Regions from separate parts of the Macaca mulatta genome. Here region 2 is linked to region 1. Evidence: chromatin contacts called from public Hi-C data. All regions are on one chromosome and are shown on one strand. The core of a region is the stretch at or near the end of the contact, and the rest is flanking DNA. Distances in the headings are between cores, read along the strand shown. Region 1 holds the start of ZNF615 (zinc finger protein 615). Region 2 holds the start of ZNF432 (zinc finger protein 432).

Region 1 (4,988 bases), core at 701-3,200:
AATCCCAGCATTTCGGGAGGCCGAGGCGGGCGGATCACAAGGTCAGGAGATCAAGACCATCCTGGCTAACACAGTGAAACTCTGTCTCTACTAAAATTACAAAAAAATTGGCCGGGCATGGTGGCGGGTGCCTGTAGTCCTAGCTACTTGGGAGGCTGAGGCAGGAGAATGGCATGAACCCAGGAGGCAGAGCTTGCAGTGAGCCGAGACAGCACCACTGCACTTCAGACTGGGCGACACAGTGAGACTCTATCTCAAAAGAAAAAAAAAAAAAAGGCTATTAGTAGAATAATTCTAATTGATCATATACAGAATTATTTAGAGGAATGGTACTTATGTCTGTAACTTACTTTGAAATATACCAAAATCAACAACAAATAAGGAATGATTCACAAACAGAGGAATGGATGAATACTTAGAAAACCAGTAGAGCGGATCTAATACAATGTTAATGGTAAAAGCTAGGTGGTAGACATACTGATAGTAACCTCAAACTTCTTTCAATATTTCCATAGGTTCAAAAATTTTCACATAAAAATATGTTAGGCAGAGAGAAAAATACTGTAATACTAAGAATTAAGTAAGATGACCAATTATAAAGTAAATATTTAAAATTAATTTATCTTTTGTTATAAATTATAAGGAAAGGGGAGTCAGAAAGCAATACACTGCAATAAAAGTAATAGTCTAGATTGAAGATTAAAGGCAGGAAAAACAAAATTCGTGGATAAATGGATAACCATAAAACGTTCCTAAAAATGATACCTAAACATTTTAAAACATTTCACTTCTATCCAATCGTATGCATAAACTTAATGTGAATGCACTTATAGTACCACCGGCTCAAACAGTAAAAACAACTTGTAAATGTTTATTACATAACATAAAGCGAAAAAGAAAATAGTACCATTTATGTAATTTATCTGAATTATGAATATTAAGCACATAACATACACGTCTAAAACTGAAATATTCTAAAAATTTGACAAAGGTTGTCTTTGAGTAACCGAGCTTACCATGGCAGAGATGTTATATTACTTGTGTCAGAAAGAACCTGAAAAGAAATATCCAAGAGGAAGACACTGGTAACTTGCAGGACAAAGGGTAGAAGCCGCATCTTAAATATAAAACATACTACTTTTCGGTATGCTAGATGATTGATCTCGCCAAAAACTTCCATTTCCGAGGATTCATCACCAAGGGGTGATGGAGGGTGCCAAAGGGGATTTAAAAACCAGTCGTGGAGAAGGGTCTTTGGCAGAACGGGAATGCTAACGAGCATCAACTCTGTTCCAGCAGCCAGGACTGGGGCTCAACCCACCACCTGCCATGGATCCCAGGCCTCCAGAGTTGCAGCCCACATCGGAATCTGTAGCGCTACCACCACCGTCACTCGGATTAATTCCAAAACCTGGATCAGAAACTTCCATACCTTAACCCCCAAGACAGTTCCTCAATCATTTAGTCCCAAACAAACCTGAACCAGAAACCGATTCGCTGAGAAAACAAACCCTGCAGTTCGCAATCACTGAGCCCCGCCAAAGGACAACAGCAAAGACAACAGAATGTGACTTGGGCACTCAGTAGCTGATCTCTAGAGATCTTTAACCACAAACCACACGAGGACCCTGTGACTGGTCCCAGAGGCACCCGGATCTCTCTCTCTCTCACACACACACACACACACACACCCTATCACGGACTCCTTATAGTTCCCCTGCGATAGGAATCGCACCCACGCTAAGCTCCTGAAAGAATTCCACTGGCGTCGCCAAACGCTGGCGCCGACAGACACCGGTCCATCACCACTGTCAACGAACACGCCCGGCCACGGACAGAATTTCCTCCCCCCGTCACCACAGCGACCGCCCAGTGACTGAACTTACTTCCCAGAACTTGGTCGGCTCTGGCCTCATCTCTCGGCCTCCTCACTGCCTACCGAAGGTAGGAGGCGTTCCCAGCGTTTGCGCAGATGCAACATGGCCGCGCCCTCGTCGCCGTGGCGGCCGCCATCTTTGAGTATCTGACGTACACAAGGCAAAGGGGCCGTTTTGGCGCTGGTGACCGGAGGTGACCGGGAAGATGAAAGGGCACTGAAACTGTTCCATATCCTGGCACCTCAACCCTTCATAAATACGGGTCCATATACAGAACCTCCAGTTTACACAAGACAAAAATGGCGTGGAGGTAAATCCCTTTCACCAGCTGACTAGAAGGCTAAGATGGCCGCGACGTTTACATTTTGTACAAAGGTTAGGAAACAGTTCCTTGTGAGGGAAAAGGAGAACCGACCAAGAAGGGACGCGTCCGCCCTTTGGCCGGATTTCTAGCAGAAAGTGGCCTGAAGCGCCTTTTGAACGCAGAAGAGGGCTGCTAGCTACGCTGACGGAACAGGGGTAGCAGTCACAGACTAGGTAATGAAAACGGTTGGAACGTGCCAAATTTATGTTGGGTGAAAGGCATGGGGAAAAGCCAGTAAAAGCCAGAAAGTATAGTTCCCAAGGCGGAGGGGAGAGCCTGGGACCCAGGTGGAGCCAAATATGAGGGCAGGACTCAGGAGAAGTGGCCAGAAATTAAGGGAACAGGACCACTTCAGGGAGAAAGAAAGGTTGGATAAGAGGCCGGGCACGGTGGCTCACGTCTGTAATCCCAGCACTTTGGGAGGCCAAGGTGGGCTGATCACCCGAGGTCGGGAGTTCGAGACGAGCCTGACCAACATGGAGAAACCCTGTCTACTAAAAGTACAAACTTAGCCAGGCATGGTGGTGCATGCATGTAATCCCAGCTACTCGGGAGGCTGAGGCAGGAGAATCGCTTGAACCCAGGAGGCGGAGGTTGCTGTGGGCCGAGATGACGTCCTTGCACTCCAGCCTGGGCAACAGGAGGGAAACTCCTTCTGGGGGGGGGGGGGGGGGGGGGCGGAGGGAAGGAAAAAAGAAAAGAAAGGTTAAGAAAGAGATCATATTATACTACGTGTGCCAACTGCGAATAGTATCCGCAAAGTCATGGTAATGCTGAACTGTAAATATAAATCCAACCAAACCTCGTGTATTAGAAGAATAAGGGAAAGGAAATGCCTGTGTGAATTTGTGTGTGTGATACAGATACCAGTATATGAATATACAGAGAAATTATCAAACTAAAGTCCATGTTCCATTTCCTATTCTCACCTTCTTCTCATCGTCGGTATATGAGATATATATTTTTTTTTTTTTCTTTTTTCTTTTTGGTCTCTCTTTTGAGGCAAGGTCCACTCTGTTGCCCAGTCTAGAGTGCCTGGGGAGATCACAACTCACTGTAACTTGGAACTCCTAGGCTCCTGAGTAGCTGGGACTGCAGGTGGGCGCCACCACACCTGGCTAATTTTTAAATTTTCTGTAGAGACGGGGGTCTCACTGTGTTGCCCAGCTGGTCTTGAACTGGCATCAAGCAGTCTTCCCACTTCATCCTCCAAAAGTGCTGGGATTACAGGTGTGAGCCACTTCACCCTTCACATGACCTATAAAGAGATCTGAAAAGAAATAAGAAAAAAGATGGGCGCGGTGGCTTGCGCCTGTAATCCTAACACTTTTGGGAGGCCTAAGCGGGAGGATTGCCACATGGCGAAACCCCATATCTACTAAAAAAAAAAAAAAAAAAAAAAATTAGCTGGGCGTGGTGTCCCAGGCCTGTAGTCCCATTTAGGAAGGCTGAGGCCCGAGAATCGCTTGAACCGGGAGGCGGAGGTTGCACGAGAATCGCTTGAACCCCCGAGGCAGAGGTTGCAGTGAGCCAAGATAACTGCCACTGCACTCCAGCCTGAGAGAACGAGACTCTTGTCTCAAAAAAATAAAAATAAGGAAAAGATGATCAACTTAAAAGCTCCCTAAAATTTCCTATAAATAGCTGAAGGAAATAAACAGGACACATTTTTTTAGTGTAAATGATCCTAAAGAATTTTTAAAATACCAGTTTTACTAATATTCAAACAAATGCAAAGTAAACGTGAAATATAAATGTTTTAACCCTTATTAAGATTCTTAAAGATTGAATGACAAATCATATTTAGATTATAAGGCCATGGAACAAAGGCATTCTGTTGTGCTAAGCCTCTTTAAGTCTTCCTTTTCTGCATGTTAGGTAATAATGTTGTCTATCGCATGCAACTTTAAATGAAGTATTATCATACTTGTCATAATTCAAAGTTCTTGGCCGGGCGCGGTGGCTCAAGCCTGTAATCCCAGCACTTTGGGAGGCCGAGACGGGCGGAACACGAGGTCAGGAGATCGAGACCATCCTGGCTAACACGGTGAAACCCCGTCTCTACTAAAAAAAATACAAAAAACTAGCCGGGCGAGGTGGCGGGCACCTGTAGTCCCAGCTACTCGGGAGGCTGAGGCAGGAGAATGGCGTAAACCCAGGAGGCGGAGCTTGCAGTGAGCTGAGATCCGGCCACTGCACTCCAGCCTGGGCCACAGAGCGAGACTCCGTCTCAAAAAAAAAAAAAAAAACAAACAAAAAAATAATTCAAAGTTCTTAAGCATTACATTATTTCTAGGTATAGGATTGTGTTTCTATATAAATTAGTAAAATGTTTTTGTAGTACAGTCTGTTATTACCCAGTTTAAACTTTTCCTTCTCTCTGAGCCATGAATTTTAAGAATTGATTCAATAGAACTTTTCTTTGTGAGAACAAATATGTGCAAGGATATTTATGGTGTTGATCTAACATGTATAAGGAAATAATTTTGTGGTTATTGCATTAATTTATTTTTACATCTCTATATTCACATCTTTGGATAGTATTCCCCATAGTGATTGACCACTGTGTCCAATAGGACAGTAGCAAGCGTAACACAAACAGAGGTGAGAAATAAGCTTGCTCATCGAGGCTTGCTTGTCTCTTGGAGATCTTCTAACACATTGTGATAAAGCCCAGACTAGCCTCTTGTTGACTGTGTAAATAAAGCCCTCATCCATTCCAGCAGAAGCCCAAATATGTGAAAACA
Region 2 (4,988 bases), core at 1,717-4,216, 45 kb after region 1:
TTATAGTGAGACGAGATCACACCACTGCACTCCAGCCTGGGAAACAGAGTGATACTCCATCTCAAAAAAACAAAACAAACGAACAAAAAACAGATTTTTTTCCCTTGGGAATCCATGAGTTATTTATGTAATTACAAAAAAATAAAAGCAATAAAAATATGTAAGAATTGGATGTGAAAATGCAGAAGGATTCTGTATATTCTGAGATGAGGTAAAGTTATCAAACATGGCACCCAACAACTCAAGACCTTATCAGACAACTCCCTAATGCCAAATCTGCAGTTAATGCCAGTTCAGCCATCTGTTCAGGACAAATGGAAGCTATGCACGCCTTCCATTTTCCTAGGCCACTTAGATTTTATTCCTAAATCAGCTCACAAAGACACAAAGACTTGAGTGTGTGGCCTTGCTTTCGTCCCTTGAAAAAACTGTGTCCACTGAGTTTTCCTGGTCTATTTCCATAGGAGTCTCTGAGGAACCCTGTTATAAACAGCAGTAAGAAATCTTCTGCCTTCATTAGAAAGCTAGTTCAAAACACTGTTCAAAAAACCATATCACCTCTGAGAAGAGCAAATTTTTCTTGACATCTAAGTGCCATGAAATAATGATCTCCTGAGGAACATGTCTGCTTTTTCCTCACAGTCACTGTATATTATATAACTTAGCATGACTTTCTTGTACTGGCTGTCGGAGACATCAGATGCAAACTGACAGCTAATGTAATAGAAAGGATCTTCTAGTCAGGCATTATGTTCCAACATCAGTCATTTTTTAGGAATCACATAAACACTATATTCCTGATCTTACTTTGCCATGATGTTGGAGTTAGATTTAAAGTTTATTTCTCTCTAGATTCTGAAATGATTTCTTACAGGTCTCTACAAATCCACCATGGAATAAAGGAGAGAGTAAAATAGAGAAAAAGTCACCTGGGCATTGATCATTTTCTTCAGTTGTGGGAAATGGCCAGCACCTGGGATACTCTGTCTTTGTCTCCTCTGGATCTGCCTTAAATTTCTAGTTAGAAAGCTCAGTCACCAGTGAAGAGTGCCCACAAAAATCATTATCTAGGTCCTGGAATCTTCCTCTTTCTTCATTCACTTCTTGTCTCTTCCCAGGGCAGCCAGGACCTGTAGACTGAGGAGCAAAACAACTTTCAGGGGTACATTCACCTTAACACATGACCCTGAATATTTGTCTCTTTATTTGGTTCTCTCAAACCAAAGAAATGCAAGACCCTCAATGAAGGCCAAATGCCTTTCTTCGGTGAAGTGTGGAAGTAACATGAAGAGGAAAGGGGAGGTCACAAAGGCCACACAGCATCATGCCTAAGCAGTAGGTAATTCTCGTATCAGCTTTTTAAATAATGCCATATGGACGGTGAGAAACTGTACATTTTTTCCTTTATACAATGTTACCCTCACACCTCTTTAAAAGTCTTTATATATATTTAAAAGTGTTTATATATGGCCCGGCATGATGGCTCACATCTGTAATCCCAGCACTTTGGGAGGCTGAGGTGGGCGGATCACCTGAGGTCAGGAGTTCAAGACCAGCCTGGTCAACATGGCGAAACACTGTCTCTACTAAAAATACAAAAAATTAGCCGGGTGTGATGGCGGGCACCTGTAATCCCAGCTACTCGGAGACTGAGGCAGGAGAATGGCTTGAACTTAGGAGGCGAAGGTTGCAGTGAGCCCAGCCATTGCACTCAAGCCTGGGCGAAAAGAGCAGGACTCCATCTCAAAAAAAAAAAGTGTTTATACACACACTTCAATATGAAGAACAAGAAACACATCAAAAAAAAAGAGGGAGACAGAGAGAAGGAATACGAGGTATAAGTACAAATTTAGAAAACAATTCAAAAATATAAATACTGGGAAAATAGCCGCCTTTATATACGAACATACAAAACCTGAAACACCCATAAAAAATATGCAGTACATTTGCAAGAGGAAGGATAAAAATAGGCTCTTATTAATTTGTGCAGCAGTAATAAAAAAAATACTGTAAATAGAAAGCTTATTCATCCGCACCCTCTCTGCCCCCCCAACAAAACTTTCATTTTCTGCAGGTTCAAGAGCATGGGTTGTCGTGGAAAGCCAGAGGATTAGAAAACTCATCGTGCAGGAGGTACTCGGACCTGAAACTTTTAGGAAATGTTAACGTTCATCAAGTCTGTTCCAGCAGCCAAAGTTTGAGCTCAACACACACACACAGACCCTGCCAGGGCTCTTGTGAAAATACTTCAGTTTTCACTTGTCTCTACACAAAAGGCCACCACCCCGCCAGATTAATACGAAAACCTGGAGTAGATACACATGTACACTGGCTTCCCTTAATGATTCCTCGATCACTGAACCTCAGATTAATCCAGAATGTGAAACAGAAGTCACATTAGTTGAAAAAGCCACCCCACCGATTCTCAATCACTGAGCCCCACAGGGGAGTGACCCGCGAGGACCACAATCCCTGATCTCAGGACTCTTGGTCGTAGATCTACTCAGGCCTTTAATCACTGACCACCAGAGCCTCCATGAGGGACCCCCAAAGATATCCCATCACAGACACCCACCAGGGACTCCTACCAGCTCCCCTCCAAAAGAAAACACCCGCCCCCGCCTCCCCCACACTGCCGCGCTACCTACACCTTACAGCGCCGCCAACAACGCAGACGCCCTCAGAATGCTCCCTCCCACCGCGTTTCCACGTCCTGACCCACACACTGACCTTACTCTCCCTGGAATCGCTGCGACTTCTTAAAGACTGAACTTACTTCCCTAAAGTTCTTCCACTTCTGGGCCCCTCGCCCAGCTCCCTCCCCACTAAACCTCAAGGGACGGTCACCCGCGTTTCCATGGAGAGCGGAATGCGGCCTTCCGGCTTTTCCTCAGAAGAAGCATCCGCGCCGGAGTCGCCTCGCCGCTCTGGGGGCGGCCATCTTTGAGTACGTGACGTACAGACGGCACAGGAGCCGCGAGACGCTGTGGACAGAGGCCTCTTAAAACTGTCCGATTTCCAGGCACGTCAGCCGTGGCAGAAAAATGGAGAGATTATCAGAGGCTTGAGTTCACACAGACAGATATGGCGTGTGGGTAAAGTCCTCTGAACAGACAGGGAACAGAATAAGTTGATCTTCTCCTTGCAGGGGCTAGTGAACGGCGCAAACTTCTCAAAGGCCGGAACCCATTATTACCACAAAGGCGCGGCATCAGTTCTTAACGGTCTTGATGGCTGTGGCGTCTCAACTCAATGGAAAATTAAAGTCACCTCTGGGCACCTCAATCACTATTCTAAATGCGAAGCGTTTTAGAGGCCGTATAAAAACTGAATCAAGCGGGATTAGAACAAAAAATAAGCGAGCGGTGCGTTGCAGGTAACCGCGCCGTCAGGCGGGAGTACTGTGGGGGCGGCCATCTTAGGGGAAGTTCGGTGTCCGTAGGGCAGAACGAATGCTCTCTGGGAAGCTTGCGGTGGAACTGGCCCGTGGAATTGTCTTTAGAAGAACAAAACCACCTGGCTTTGTTCTTGACTCTGGAAATGGATCGTTTTCTAGAATTATTTAGGTTGGCAGATTAATTTCCTTCACACAGTTTCCTTGCCCCCACTCCTTTAAAGATAGGAATCTTTAAAGCCAACAATAGTATTGTCAAATCCCTTTCATGTTTGAAACCTCTGACTATCGCATCTCTCCGGTTTCTCCTATTATTAAGTGCTTGGGCAATCCAGAATAATCTCCCAATGCTGAAGGCAGCTGATTAATAATTACAGTGCAGAGTCCTTTTTGCCATGTAACATAATATAACCATGGGAATTATTCTGGAGTTGGAGATCTGCCTATGATATGACACTAATGAATATTTTGCAATGAAAAAATACTATTTTTTAAAATTGTCCATATATCTACAGAATTATTACCACAAGTTATGCCTTGTGACGTTTTTTTAGAAGACGCAAGGATGAAAATGTCAACATTTTCAATTGTGTGTTTTCTTTTTAATAATAAAGCATGTGTTCTAATTTACAAAAACCACAATAAAGGTATTTTCATCATGTCAGTCTTGAGGCTGAACAACACTTAACATTCTTTTTCCTTTTACCTGTCTGCCTTCTCCCTTCCCCTACACTCTCTATACCCCACACTCCAGGCTTTGTTCCATCATCTTATGCCTATGGCCCCTTTCCCCTGTACACTCTTACTACTTCCATCTGTCACACAGACACACACTGTCACTCCTCTAAACACTCTAGTGTTAAACAATTGCCACTGATTGTTTTTGACAAGTGCCCTATGGGTAGGAGTGTTCACATAGATAAAGCTGAGTCAAGTCAAATAGAGAAATACTATGAGAATAGACCTATTCAGGCTGCAACACATTTAGTAGTGAAAATTCTGTGGGGATGGAGGCTTTTGGGTGTTTCAGAGCCATTTCTGCCATTTTCAGAGCCATTTCTACCCCCTTAAGTGCAGATAATCTGCTAGGGTGCAGATATTCACTGTTACTGTTGTTAAAAGGTGGTTGCTTTTCAAGGCTACCTTGGAGCAGAGGATATGGGGATAGGATTAGGGCAAGGTAAATACCACAAGGTAAAGCTCACTTGTGGCCGGTGTTGTGAACTTAATTGGCCACTCTAGAAAAGGAACTAACTGGCCCCTAGCCAGGGCCTAAAAACTAGATCTAGATAGCACAAAAAAGTTACATTAAACTTCCTCTAGTGTCCAATCTATCAGATTCCGATCCTGAAGGACTAACTCAGTCTCTCTTCTACTTCATCTCCTTTCTCTCATCTTATAAAAGATATTCTTTGGGAAAACTCTGTTTATTTCACATATAACTCAGCTTTAGCTGGGTCTGGTTCTCTCTTCGAAGATCTTGCCTTTACCACATAACTTCTGCAGCCTCGAAATGCTGAAGATTTCCCAGAAATTTGTTCTAATTCCTAGGGGTTTAACCTACCAGTATCTCCTCTGTATTCATCTTGGCCTT

What was found. A called contact is a pair of places that touch in the nucleus more often than the background predicts.
Region 2: a Hi-C map of cortical neurons shows a contact between it and region 1, with 4 times the contacts expected there. The contact joins the promoter of ZNF432 here to the promoter of ZNF615 in region 1. A contact is called at or near these places in 2 of 14 Hi-C or Micro-C datasets (cortical neurons and liver).

The regions. Positions count from the first base shown.
Region 1 is chr19:64,206,965-64,211,952 of T2T-MMU8v2.0, forward strand. ZNF615 (zinc finger protein 615) reads right to left here and starts at 1,951. Exons shown (of 5, transcript XM_077981312.1): 1 at 1,478-1,951; 2 at 1,017-1,054. The coding sequence starts at 1,019.
Region 2 is chr19:64,251,230-64,256,217 of T2T-MMU8v2.0, forward strand. It overlaps ZNF432 (zinc finger protein 432), which reads right to left and starts at 2,967. Exons shown (of 5, transcript XM_077981466.1): 1 at 2,727-2,967; 2 at 930-1,130. The coding sequence starts at 944. It overlaps LOC106994835 (a long non-coding RNA gene), which reads left to right and starts at 2,940. Exons shown (of 3, transcript XR_003725023.2): 1 at 2,940-3,376.